Regions from separate parts of the Cricetulus griseus genome. Here region 1 is linked to region 2. A link is a contact called in public Hi-C data. All regions are on one chromosome and are shown on one strand. The core of a region is the stretch at or near the end of the contact, and the rest is flanking DNA. Distances in the headings are between cores, read along the strand shown.

The links. A called contact is a pair of places that touch in the nucleus more often than the background predicts.
Region 1: a contact with region 2 is called in a Hi-C map of liver, with 2.8 times the contacts expected there. The contact joins two enhancer-like sites. A contact is called at or near these places in 3 of 8 Hi-C or Micro-C datasets (the CHO-K1 cell line, fibroblasts and liver).

The regions. Positions count from the first base shown.
Region 1 is chr2:268,366,832-268,374,160 of CriGri-PICRH-1.0, forward strand. No RefSeq gene overlaps it. Among named protein-coding and RNA genes, the nearest start is that of Aldh8a1, 98 kb to the right of the region's middle. Within about 2 kb of position 2,975, at least 1 of the 6 cell types and tissues checked has open chromatin away from gene starts, as enhancers often do.
Region 2 is chr2:268,209,178-268,216,549 of CriGri-PICRH-1.0, forward strand. No RefSeq gene overlaps it. Among named protein-coding and RNA genes, the nearest start is that of Aldh8a1, 260 kb to the right of the region's middle. Within about 2 kb of position 3,969, at least 1 of the 6 cell types and tissues checked has open chromatin away from gene starts, as enhancers often do.

The sequences.
Region 1 (7,329 bases), core at 1,725-4,224, 160 kb after region 2:
CTGTTTCTTTTCTGTGCCCTAATTTCCCAAGACAATATATATTTCAGCATGTTGTTCTCTTCCCCGGCTTTCCAAAGCTCAAGAATCTAAAAGCCGGATGCCACTGAACAGCCGTCTTGCCTAACACATTTTTCAGACTCTTCTTATGCCACACTTTTCAGCCTTGACACAGCAAACATCTGCCTCAAGGGCCATATCCATTCCAGCTATTGACCTCTGCACGTCTTGCTTAACACTTTCAGCAAAATATCACTTTTAAGTGTGACTTCAAGCATTTTACCAAACAGTGGTCAAATCTAGGCTATTCTGTTTTGTGCACAGGGTCTAGATTCTGTCGTCATTCAGTTGCTGGGTCAGGAGAGACTGCTTGCACATTCCTTCCTATCCCTGAGTAAGGACCAGCCTTTGAAATTAGTTCAGGCATTGCCCAGGACAACACTGTGAACAATCACGAAGTTGCATCTTAGATGGTGTCAGATTGGCTCTGAGGATGGTCCTATATAATACTCTTTCAGTGAACTCTCTTGACTCTGGGCTTTCTGTTTCCCATCATCCTGGGTCGATGCACCCATTAAAAAGTGAAAACCAAAAACGAAGGACCTCTCAACCTTCAAAAGTTAACTTGAGTGTCTCCTCTTTGGGCAATCTTTCTTGTTCTCAAACATTTGCCAGTCTCACTATATTTGAGAGGCTAGACCTGTTTCCACATAAGGACCCCAACTTTGGAGACAGGAAAACAAAATATGGAATAAAGAGATGGCCCTGCTTGCAAAAGGCCCTGCTATTGGTAAGCACAAAGGACAGTGGGAAATCCATTCTCTAAAGCTAACAAAGATTGCCTTTTTTTTTTTTTTGGTTTTGCTTTTAAGTGTGTGCAGCATCCCAGGGTGATGGGAACAGAAAGCCCAAGGTCAAGAGAGTTCACTGCAAACTATTATATAGGACCACCCTCAGAGCCTATCTGCCACCATCTTTATGAGACACCTGTGCTGACTTGCAGGGCATCACCACAGCTGGGCTTATCGACTCTTGACCTTCCCTCGTAGGAAGATTGTTAGGGAGGGTCACAGGACCATCCTGTGAATATCCAGCTACGCCTCCTAATCAGGTGTATGCCATTCTGCCCTAACTTCACATCCCCTCAGGAAAGAGCTAGTTTATAAACTGGGAAGGACTGGGGGAGAGGTGTCCTAACTACACAGCTAGGGCGTTGTCATTTATGTTGGGCAAAGTCCTTCCAGTGTGGTGACTTTAAAGCCATGCATGCTTTGGTCTGCAAACTCCACTGCTTTGTCAGGAAGCCTAGTAAATTCACAGGTCAGCCCAGAGTCAATTTTGGTGGACTCATGCTTCAGTTTGTCTTTTGGACCTTTCAGTGGGGGTGGAGGGAGGGCATTGTTTATATCTCCCCAAGAGAAGGCATTTTTGCAACACTGAGAAAGAATCAAGAGTCCAGGAAGAAGCCAGAGGGGAAATGAGATAGAAAGGCAATTTCAAACCACAGTAGGAGGATGCTTAAATGCCGTTCGGAAGAACTTGGCCTTAATGTACAATTAGATTCCACCAAATTATGTAGCACAGCCAAAAGACTCCATGCAGGTCTCTGGAAAACACAGTGCTTTATTCGTCCTGGCCATTTGAAACCATTTCCTCCACAAAAAATGGACCCTTCATTTAATAGCCAGCAAAACAGAAGCCCTGAAAATGAGCCGTCTGTCAATATTGGGACAAGAATTTAGATATGTTGGGTCCATTTTGTTGAAATAGAAAGATAGGTACAACACAAAATATTTTTAGAAGCATAAAGTCATTTCAAGCCAGAAACTTCCTTGTTGCCCTTCAGTTTTGGCCCTGTTTATCTGCTTAAAATACACTTGCCTATTCACATTGTCCTTAGTTATCATATCATCTCCATACAGTATTCCTCTCCTTCCCCAGCAAAATCATGCTCTACTTAAAACATTCAGGTAAGAAATGCAAACACTTCCATGAGATGTGATTTCCAAAAAGTAAGGGAAAGAAAGTCATTGTGGACTGAGAAAGACGGGTTTCTTAAAACATCAGAAGAGCATGGCTGTGCACGAGCTTCCGGTAACTTCTGATTCTATTGACTTTGTAAAGTTATTAGCCCCACTAGTGTTAGAGGAAAAGATAGCAGTGGGCATCATCAAAGGATAATAAAAATAGGAGCGAGGTACAACTACACTACGACTAAAATGTCACCATGAAGCCCAGTATTGTGTATGCTAACATAAAAATAATTAAAATGTGTTTAATAAGACAAACATGGCAACCAATTCTAACTTGATGATCCAGAAACCACTATTTCTTTCTAAGAACTTCATTCATGAACATGGTCATCACTTTCTATTTCTGCAGTGCTCATACAATTAGAATATTTGCTTGCTGAAATCTTGACAAAAAAAGACAGCCCTGTCACTCCTGCTATTGTTCCTCTCCTTAGATATACCCATTCAAGTGTCAGGTCTCGAAAAGCTCTATTCCATCTCCGGCGACTTGCCAATACATAATGCAAAGTGTGTGTGTGTGTGTGTGTGTGTGTGTGTGTGTGTGTGTGTGTCTGGGATGACATATTTTTTTTTCTCCAAATGAACACCAGACACTTCTCATAGAGCTGAAAGCTAAACTCCTATGATACCATAGTGCATTGGCTGATGTTATTAGTGCTGTAGCATTCCATTCATCAAATGGGGTAGGGTACAAGATGGGCTGTCACGACTCTGAAGCTGCCAGACCACAAAGTATAATAAGATTAGCACAGGTTCTCCTTTGCCTAGCTGGAGTCAACTGGCACACTAGAATGTGTCACTTGTAAATTCTCCTAGAAATGTGGTTGCCTGGGCTGACCTTAGGATGTGGAAAAGCCCTGAGGCCTGACAGATGTCTCCAACTTCCTACTTTCCTACATCAAGCCTTACTGGCACTCTGCCCTTCTCAGAACTGTCTCCAGAGACCGTGCAGCTTGAAGAATCCTGGATTGTATAAACATTTCTGTAGCCGCTGGATCACCTCTGTCAGTTGTAAATAGAGCCAGTGACGAAGACTCCAAAAGCACTCTGTCATCATGCTTGCCTGAGTGTCTGCTCTATGGTTTAAACTGCTTGACATGAAAAATTAAAACTCTACACACTCAAAACAGAACATAGGACTCACTGGACTGAAATTCAGAATCCATTGAAAGTGGTGGCTCTGGGTCCCTGTATTATTACAAGGCAGAGACATCAGGTCTGTAAGGTAGCTTTAATAAACTAAATGCCACAACCAAAAAGAAGTGCTCATTCACTAGAGTACCTCGACCAAGGAGAATTGTACATTCACTGGAGCCATATTTTGAGAGAAGAATCCAAGAGGAATAAGTTCATGATAACTATGAAATGTTAGGCCATAAATGGACACTTTCAATAAGCCAGATACAGTGCTGTGATTACAACCCACTCTCATGGAATATAAAGGTAATATGTAATTAAAAAAAAAAAGAGCCAATCTCTCTTGGGTCTAAAGCAATATGAGTCTCAAAGAGGAAGTAGTGCTTAAACGGAGACTGAGTTTTAAATGGGGGAGCAGAGAACCAATGTACTTCCCACACAAAAATGAAGAGATACGGCTTAGAAAGAGTTGGAGGTCTTTGACCTGGGTAGGAATGCCAATCTAAAGTAGCCAAGATTTTTTCCCCTACTTAATTCTCTCAACTATGTTTCCATAACTCTACTAAACCTAACAATGATATTCCTCAAGAGCAACCTAAAGGAGTATTGTTACATCTCTAGTATCTATGTAGTATAGCTCGTGGACTTGATTTATAAATAAGATATATGGGAACACAGGCATGGCTCATTTTCATGTTCTGAGACTTTGACTCTCCAAATATCAGAGCCAAGTAACTTCCAGAAAAAATGCATGGGTCATAAACTTAGCATATTTATTATCTAGATTTTTAATAAAATGTTTGCCATCCCCTGACATAGCTAAGAAAACTTGCACAAGCCAAGTTCATTAACTCTATGGAAGGCGTTCCTAAGAAGGTGATGACCATTCACATTTAAAGGTCCAAACATAAGAGAGAGGAGAACACAGGTATTCATTGGGTCTAGGAGCTGGAACCTGATGAAGACCATCTATATTGTGGAGCCCCATTGTTGTGTTTCTACTTAAAGCTATGCACATTGGCAGTGCATCTCTTCTCTACCACCCTTACCAGTCCCAGAACCTGATGTTGAAGTTGTCCACTGACTCTTGCCAGGTTAAAGCAAAAGTTTGTATTTCTAGATACTAGTAAGCCATGGGTAGCATGAGTCCAATTCTCATCTCCAGCCAGAATCAGATAGATACCAAATCCCTCATGTTCCTTTGGTCTAGAGCAGGCAGCTATGTGAATCTAGCCATGGTTCCAAGTGGATACAAAAATATCACAGCAGCCTAGGGGCAACACAACCACAGCCATGGGCTTAAGTGATAGACTCAGGTCAAGGACTAAGTGTCGGCACTCCTCTCCTAGACAAACAAGAACCTATAGACCTTCAGACACCAGTCAGGTAGAACCAGGAGTACTTCAATGCTGGCCACAAGTCATGGAGCTGAGAATGGACAGGACCAAAATGAACATCAAACAGGTAGTCCGTGTGAAACAGCCATTATAACAGGCATGATAGAAACATAATCTATAGACATTCAAGAGAAGAAGTTAGGTATCAGAGATGCCAAATGGATGCTAGAGGAAAGAGCATACCAAGGGACTCAGGTGGTGCTGGTACAGATCTGTAACCTTCATGTATGAGCAGACAAGTGGTTAGAGAAGAAGATAGGGTGTGCAAATTGTATTTCACTTTCTGGGTGCAGTGAGGAGCAAAATCTATAATTTCCACATGAATATATTATGGAGTGTTGGATAGCATTCCAAACTATGAAACAGGCCACTTAAGGTCATTGTCATTGCCAGGGACTGTGTCTCACTGAACAAACAATTTCTGAATCCCAATCCTCATAAGCTCTAACACAGAGACTCAGCCTCCCAAGAAAGCTCAGAAGATGAAGCCCAGAGTGTCTGGGATCTTCTATGGTAAGCTTCTTGGAGAAATGTTGTAAATTATTGAGCTGTCACATTCTTTATATCTACAGCCAGTGTTCAAGATGCTATTGATGAAAGAGTGCACATACATCTCACATCAAAGGCTTTGCAATAGGAGACAGAAAACCTGGCTCTGCCCCTGATTAGATCCTCCAGTTTCCAGTCCACGGTGCCTTCAGGAATTAATACCCTACGGTTATTCATAAATCAAGCTATGCATTATAATGAAATATGCTGGCAAAAGACAGGCCCACGAGGGCTTGTATAATTCCCTTAAAATCAATTATTAATGAATGTTTGGCTTGCAGACTTTGTGTGCAAGAACTGGCCTGGTGCCCACAATGTGATCTTCTGTTCACATTTACAAATCAAGGCTATTGTAATCAATAAAGCCTTGTTAAACATTACTGAGGGAGTGAGCAAGTGAACAGAGTTAATAACCTACTACACATGCTATTATTGTCCCTTGATCCAAGTATCCCTTTCTCCAACTCCTGGATCCTTTGTGTCGCAGTATATCTGATTCTAATAAAAGTATATTCCAAGTCATTTACCTTTAAAATGAGGCACTATTTTTTTTCAATTCAGAATTTAGAAAAATCATTCAGACTGATTTCCTGAACTATTTTCTGTTTTCTTACTAGACTAATAATTAATAGTTTATCCTGAATGGATTATTTGTAAAAACTATATACCATAGATAAAAACCAAGAAATGTTAACTAAATTATTTATGGCTTATTGAAAAAGCAAGGAGTTGAACAAGAGTATCATTGTTTTGGTGTTTAAGCAAAAAAACAAAATCACTATCATCCATTGGTCTAAAAAGTCTCCAGTTAGATGTTCTGTATCCTGTCACAAAAGGTTGAGAATTGACTTGGACCGGCCTTCCCAGTAGACTCTCATTAATCAGAACTCCATCTCAATGTGTGATTGCTTAAATTAAGCCAAGATCCAGCCTTCAATATATTCATCAATAAAGTGCTGGGATAATGGTGACAGCGGCTAGCCAACATAGGTAACTTACATGTGCTGGCCCTTGCTCCAACATCTTTATATTAATTCTTACCCCATGAGATATGTCCTCCTAGCCCTGCATTTATGCATATGGAAATTGAAAAACTAACCATTCTATCTCATAGCTATAAATCTAGAATCTCTGACCTTTGCTAGTGGCTTCCTTAGATGCATTTGTGTTTTTATTTTGTGAGAAACCCATCACAGGATGAAAGTGGGAATCCTGAGACACACAGAAGATGCTTGTGCGCTAACAGAATCAGAGCATCTCCCAGTGGAGGATCCATAGACTACTCTGTTCAATATCTCCCCAAAGAGCGGCATACCTCACTCTGTTCATGCAGGTGGCAGGCACTTGCTACATCATGAAGACTGGACTCTCACACACTCTGGATTCTCAGAGCTGGGCCATTATAAATGGCTTCCCTTCTTCAAGCAGAAGTGTGTAATTTTTTTTATATAATTCCATGTGCTAACCCAAATTTCCCATTCTGAAGCCACAATAGAAGCCTTCTTGATAGTGTATGTCACACACCTGGAAAGCTAATTACATGATTCTAAATGGCATCCTTCTGAATTCTTCGTTCAGTCTTCAAGTACTGTTTTGACAATGGATCCTAGTCATTCTCCTCTGGGCCTTCAAAACTATGAAAAGATGTTGTTTGTAATTCAGGGTCTAGAAACAAAAACAGTTCTCAGGAGACTGAAAGAGATTCAGAAATGATCCCAGGGCTGTAGGATGCTACCATAGATGTCACTCCAGATACCCCTTGCAGAACTAATAGGCACTTCACACCTCTCACTCACATCCAAGTTGCAACTTACCCTAATGCAGAGGACTTTTTCCTTATATTAACCACTCAGTTTTATATATATATATATATATATATATATATATATGTGTGTGTGTGTGTGTGTGTGTGTGTTGTGTGTGTGTGTGTGTGTGTGAGTGTGTGTGTGTGTGTGTGTGTCTATGGTGGGGTGCAACTGCTTTGTGTGTCTAGAGGTCAGAATTGAGGTCAGATACCTTTCTTAATTACTTGACATTTACTCTTTTGAAAAGACAGGGTGCTGTTACAGACCTAGAGCTCAGTGATTCAGCTACACAGGATGGCCAGCAGGCCTCAAAGTTCCTTCCATCTTCACCTCCCCCCACTGGGATTAAATGCACAGGCCAGTTTTTAAAATGTGAGTTCTGGAGATTGAACTCAGATCTTTGTGCTTGCT
Region 2 (7,372 bases), core at 2,719-5,218:
CTGCAGCTGTGCTAAGTAGTGTTTGCCACCTCACTCTGCATATGCCAAAGTCAAGGTCACTTCAAAGCCCTAAGCACAGACTCAGGAGAGAATGATGAATAAGCCATCCCCTCTAACAATGGAAACTCTTCATGAAACCTGAAGTAATTTTCCATGAGGAAACTTTGGCATGCTCTGCCCAGCACTAGAGGAGATGAGGCTCTGCAAGGGCCCTCAAATCTCAAATGTGAAGAACTTCACAAAGCCATGGGCCTGACCTTAGGCGATTTCCTTTTTTTCCTTAGTTTCGTGATGTCACTGGAACATTGCTGAAGACCGGCCATTTTATAACACCTCAGTGGCAGCCCTTTCTGTTTCTATGACCTTGTTCAGTGAACAATGGACTTCCTAGCCACTTGCTTAGCACTCGCTGTGGCTGTGTTGAACAGTTGGCATTTAAGTAGCTGGATGTTGGCTGCAATCCCCAGAGATCTGAGTCCTGACTTTATTATTTCACTGTTAGCGAACAAGTTGAGCCTCGATTTCTTCATCTGAAAATCAGGTACTATAATAGTAATGACCTCAAAGGGGGATTACATGCAATGAGCATTATTATCTTGGGGAAATTTGAAAGGTAGATGCCACAACCCATACACCTTCTCTGGGAAACATTATTTATCTGAAACATCCTTTGCTGAAAACAAGTAGCCACAAAGACTTTATGACTAAAATTAAATATTTAACTTATTGTCTTTGACATTCTTAAGCAAACAATTTAAAAGCATATAAAAATGAGCCATTTGCTCAGAATTTCAAGGCACATCAGTAGCTTAAGTAAGCAAGTCTTCTGTTCAGCCTCTCGGGCCACATCATTGTCCCCAACATCACTCTCTTCCCCCAGCTGAGTTTTAGGGTGTCTGGACTTAAAAGCAGATCAGTTTCCTCCAGGGTCCTTGTTACCATTATCTGTGTCACACTGGTAAGGATCACACAAGTGATGATTAAAATCCAGAGGAAATGCTACCTTTAATCTCTGCATTTCCTCTCAATTTTTCTATTCATTCTATCTCAGGAGTAGCTAAAACAAAAAACCATGTGGAATGAAGAGAATGTTTGCATGTCTGTAGGCTTTACTTCTTCAAGGGTGGGTGGAGAGGTGGGGAGTAAGTTGTACTGACAAAGGTTGATAATTCTCAGCAAGGATAATTCCAGAAGCCCTGAATTGGCTAACTTCACCATTCCTTCCTTTCCCTGAGGCTTCTTTCATTGGGCCTGTCTAACAACAGAATAAACAGATGCATGAAAAGACAGGAGTATCTTTCAGAGGAAAGGATATAGATCTATCATAAGGATATAGGTCTAAGGTACAAATAAAACAAAATAAAAGTGAGCTCAAACATCTCCACTTGAGCTATAGCCATGTGATCTGGAATAAAAGACATAGCCTCTCTAGACTAATGTGCAAAGGTTTGTAGGACTGTCACGAGTCCTACAAACTATTGTGAGACTAAATCACAAATGTAGAGTGGGGAAATAATTGAAAAATTGAAGTACTTACCATCATGAAACTTCAATTCAGTTTGCACACTGCAAATGCTATTGCAGGCTTCAGTGCTCTGAACCGAGGCATATACGAGCTTACAGTTGGACTCCAACCACTATATCACAGTGAGTAGCTCTGAAAGTGAGCAAGTTCCCAGCTAGGCCTATAATACAAAGCTCCACAAAGGATTACTAGTAGCAATCATTGCAATGCATGAGCAGGCAGTAGCAAATATAGAATGATAAAATTGAATGTTTATGTGAATAAAATTCTCATATACAGTAATGTTACCTCTTCAGGAAGCGAGGCAATGATTTAACTACACTGAGATGACTTTAAACAAACAAACAAACAAACAAACAAAAACTGACCTTTAAGGATTAGTGACTTGACTTTTTATTTCCACTTGCCTTGTTCTGTGTGGTCAGTCTACAAGCTAGTTGAAACTAGTTTTCAAAGAGCCAATAAAATTTCCTATGTCAGCAAGGAAAAATTAATTACTCATAATAACTGTTCAGGACATTGTGTATACAACAAATGGAATGACGTGTTTTCTTAGTGCAATGTCAGAGTCCTGTTATTATAACAATCTGATATCTGCAACACTTGCTTCTATATTATCAGCACAGATAACATCTGAATATCTTGACCTGGGCAAGAAATAAAGAAGACACAAAAATCTAGAATAAAGAAACAAATTGGTGTTATATTTAAATGTACAGGCATCCCAAGTGGTAGATGAAATATAAGGTCAATGTACTTGTTCATTTTAAATATACAAACAAGTTCAAAACTATTTCCAATGAATACATAAAAAATCTATCTCCATATATGCCTTATTTCATCAGTTTTGCATGAGATAAGCATGACATTAACTCTACATACAAGAGAGAAAATTATCATATGTGAAACCTTATCTATGAAGCATCTCCCTAGCATGGTGTTAAGTTTAATGAACAGCTGTCCCTGGTTGATTTGACACATCTGCAATCATCTGACTTCCAGTACAGACAGATATTCAGCATGCTCAGTATAAGCCATGTTTTCATCACAACTCCAGTCAAGCTGAGTGTGAGGCTGATGCAGGGGCTGATGAGCAGAGTGAAGATGGACACAGCGTGTTCCTTGCTCCTGATGAAGGACAAATCATGAGCTGGGATGGAAGGCTAGTCCCAACCACACACAACAAGCCAGGAGGGACAGGAATGAATGGTTGTAGAAAGCAAACACAACCACACTTTTCCAAAATGTACCAAAATCCCTTAAAATATTCAGAAATTTTACTCTATAACCTTTTAGTCATAGAAATTTATAACCAGAGTGACTCCATCTAAAAATTCATGCATGGAGGTACATTTAACACTTTTTTTATAGTACGGACAAACTGCAAACAATTTGAACTTCCAACTACAGGGGGAATACTAAATAAGACATGCTACATCTCAGAAAGGAATGGTATATAATGTACAAAAATTATGCTTCAGGAAAGCATTTATTAATGAGAAAAGTACCTGATTTTATTAAGAGACATAATAGCATGTGTTATACAATATCAATTTTGTATACAGCTGACTATGGATATGATAGGAAAATATCAGTCTCAGCTCTATTCACCTGAAAGGACAGGTTCCAAGGCAGACAGTTGATCTGGATGAAGGTTAGGAAGATGACAGTAAATGGGCCAATCACTCCATAGCTTTCATTGCCATTTTCTGTGATACCTGAAAATGAAGATTGAAAAGATTGATTTTGGCAAGCATAGTGGCACAGTGGCCCACCTTTAAATCTTAGCACTTGGGAAGCAGAGACAGGTGGATTTCTGTGAGTTCAGGACCAGCCTGAACTCACATAATGAATTCCAGGACAGCCGGGGCTACATACTGAGACCCGAGTTTTGAAAAAAAAAAAAAAGAAAAAACAAAAAAAGACAGACAGTTTTTATAGATACGAAATGAATCTATCAATGGCACCTTTTGGGCTCCCAGAACACATAGATAAGTTAAAGTGGCTAAAACATTTGCAAAAGGAAAGCCATAAATGAATAGTTCTAATGTACTACTGACATCATCACCTCATTAAAATTAATTTTATACAATAGGAACAATGTTAACTATTGTGCAGCTTAAATGAAAAACAAACATGCTATTTAAATCTGGAACACTGGTAAGGAACACAAGTAAAAAGGAAAGCAGGCTAAAGGAAATGTCGGGAGCTTTTCCAGCTCTTGCCAGAAAGACCTTGCACCTTCATGTACAGAATTCAAGTTCCCACAGACCTCTGAAGCAATAAAAAAATGTGCTGTACACCACTCGCTGACTTGCTATAAATGCTGTGGACTGTGCAAGCGTGGAAGGCCATCTGTCCTTCGTGCAAAGGACACAGACAGTGGAGTTGGGACCTGAAACTAAGAAGAGGAAGAATTAAATAAGGACACTGACCCAGACATGGGTTGAGTCAGCTGGGCCAGCCTCAGACAGCACAGCCCTTGTATTGCTTAAGCTCCAGGGTTCACTTGCTCAAAAACCAGAGGCCACAGCCAAGTAGGTGGAGGCCAGAGAAAGACTGTTCCATGGGTTAAGTGATGATTAACTTTGCCTTCCAAGTCACCAAGTCTTCCGAGGAGAAAACTGTCCAGACTGTTTCTATTTCTGCACTACTGACAGACTCAGCACAGACCTTCAGACTTTTAAGACAGAATGGCCTGGGTGCTGACCAAGCACAGGCATCCATTGGCTTACCAATTCATGGAGCCCCTTACTCTTGCTGACTACATCACCTGATTCACAAAGTGGGGTTAATATCTACTTGGCAGAAAATGCCTGGCACACAATAGGTGTTTAATAACAGTCAGATTTCTTCTACTTCTCCCCTTTTAGCTCCTTCTCTGGGCACTGCTTTACTCACTTAAAATACTGAGAAGGAAGAGAAGGAGGCCAAAGAGGATTATTTTCGGGAGCACAGACATCATAAAACCCTCCCAATAAAATGGCAGGTTATTGCACTCCAGAGTTTTGCTGTTCTTGTCTAGATGCCGGTTAATGGCTTTCTCTCTGCCCCCATCCCCGTGTGTGCACCTTTTTTACAAGAATTATGCGGTTAGCAGATTGTTTAACTGCAAGTTTCTCTATGTGTGTTTCATGTTGACTTTGGGGTTTGTTTTTAATCTATTAAAAGAATTAAGGAAATAAGAATTTAAGAGATTAAAGATTCCTAGGCATCTTTCAAGAGATAAGAAATGAGACCTATCTTTAGAACTTCATCATAATTGCCTGAAGCGATGATGGCTTGATTTCATGCCGCTAATCTGTATGAAATAAGTAGGCCAGAGGAGACTGACAAGGAGTATGTATTTGCAGTGGGATCCTGTAACAGGATATCTATACTGCAAATTTATTCATCTAACACATACTGGTTGGGGAAATTTTATGTGCCAAGACTAGACTTTAACCATGTGCCAAAATCATATGAAGGTCATGGGTTTCCCTCAAGCAACTAATAGCACATGGTACTTAAGCACGAGCTACAAATGCCCACAGTTACTTACTTGCTCCATTCTTGTTATTTCCCAGTGAGTGTCACCTTTTGGGGCCTGTCTGATACTTTACAACATACAGAATTTTCCAGAATGTAATCTTTCTGGGGTTATGATGATCAGGAGCTTGAAGAGTGATGGTTTAGTCACATTTGCAAACAGTGGGTGCTATGGAGCAAGAGGCAGTCTGACAAATGAAAGTCTGGGGTCCTAGGAAAGGCATTTAGAAGAGGAAGGTTTGCTTACCCTGGTTAAAGGATCTATGCTTTCAGGGAACGTTGTCTGTCTCTAATCAAACTTTACACAATCCACAGCTGCTCTGCTCCAACCAGAGATAACCAAGCAAAGGAAGAGTCTTCTCCATAAAACCTGTCCATTTCACGAGACAGACTTCTTTACAATGGTCAGAAATAGAACTTGTCCACTTAACAGTCAGGTAATCACAATTATCAACTCTTTAACAAACAGGGATGGTAGGGGACTTATTTTCCCAATTAGTTTGGAATGAGAGGCTTTGCTTGCTATTGCTCTGGTTTGGGGAACATGTATTATCTTCTTTTTCCAAAAAAATGTTTTAAGTGGAATATTGTAAAATTATAAAAAAAATGTTTTCATTAACTGCTATGGTTAGTCCCAGAAATTTATAATCTCTCTCTCTCTCTCTCTCTCTCTCTCTCTCTCTCTCTCTCTCTCTCTCTCCTTCCCTCTTTCTCTCTCCCTCCCTCTGTGTGTGTTCACATGTATGTATGTGTGTGCAAGTGTGTATATGTGTATATGTGTGTGTATATATGTGTGCATGTGTGTGTGTGTGTGTGTGTGTGTGTGTGTGTGTGTGTGTGTTTGTGTCTGTGTGTATAGAATATAGGACAACTTTTAGGAGTCAGTTCTCTGTCCACTGTGGGTCTCAGAGATTGAACTTGGTCACCTGGCTTGTAGGCTTGTGTGTCAGGTACTCCTACCTGCTGAGCTGCTGTGCTTTGCCCCACCCCACCCCAAATATATCAGATAGAAAAATAAGAAGCAAAAAGAATATAAAGTGTACTGTTCATGATCAAGTGGCTGAGGAAGCTGCTCAGTGGTGGAGTGGCTGTTAAGCATTATAGGTCAATGCCAAAATAGATGAATGAATGAATTAGCTAATTAAAATAAAAATGCCCACAGATGTAGTCAATTCCTCTAGAAACACTACTATATATATATATATATATATATATATATATATGTATGTATATGTATGTATATGTATATATATGTGTGTGTGTGTGTGTGTGTGTGTGTGTGTGTGTATGTGTGTGTGTGTGTGCATATACAAGTTGACATTCTTTGTGGATTCACAGCCTGTCTTGCCCCCCAGGTCAACTCATTCTCCAATGTTTCTCTTCATCATCAGTTCTTATGGCTGAGTAGCTTCTACTGTATTGTGATGTGTTTAGCCAACCAAGGCATGGATTTTTGAAATCTTGATATAGAGCACTTTGAGAGCTTTGGCTTTAGGTGATATTCCCTGTCTAGGTTGTCCTGGAAGTTCTATTCCTAGCTTGTGTGTGAGTCTGAGTCTCTGCTGTTGGCTCATCGCTGTCAGTTCCCAGAGGTAGACTTCTGGGAGTTAATTAGGCCCTGGAGTCAAACACTGTCCAAGTCACCTGATGTAATTTGGAAAAGGAAAACTACAGTATAAGTTAGAACCTAACTCTCTTCTGACTGGAGAGAAGTAAAGCATGAAATTTAAAAGTCCAATTTTACTAATCCAGCTGGTATCTATGGAGGCACACTTTGCCTCACTCAACTCCAGCCTTATGGAGCTTACACTATGACAGATTAACAACTTCAAAAAGGTGAAGTAAACAGGACAGCCTTGACTTTTCTTGTTGCAGTAAATCGAGGGTAGAAACTGTACATGACAAAGTGTGTATTTGGAACCATCACAAAATACTTAAGAGTCTTTTGAGTTACCTGGTCAAATTACGAATTCTGTTACCAAGTAAAAATTACATATTCTCAGTAGACCAAGCATTATCCTAGAGGCAGCAGTACTCAGAAAAGACATACTCTAGCCTTAATAATGGGATATGAGGGAATGATGGGATATATTAATTTTGAATTATAGAAACAATTCCCTAGACTTTTGAAGGAATGGGCTCAGGTGGCAGATGATGTTAATTTGGACATGACCCATCTCTAGTTGTAGAAGTACAAAAGGATACCTAAGCAACCAGGCTACACATAGATAAATGGGAAGCTAAAGTTAGTGGGGACTGGACTATCTACTGATATGGGGATGACTGGGTCAGTTATGATATACTTATGTGACCAGTGGA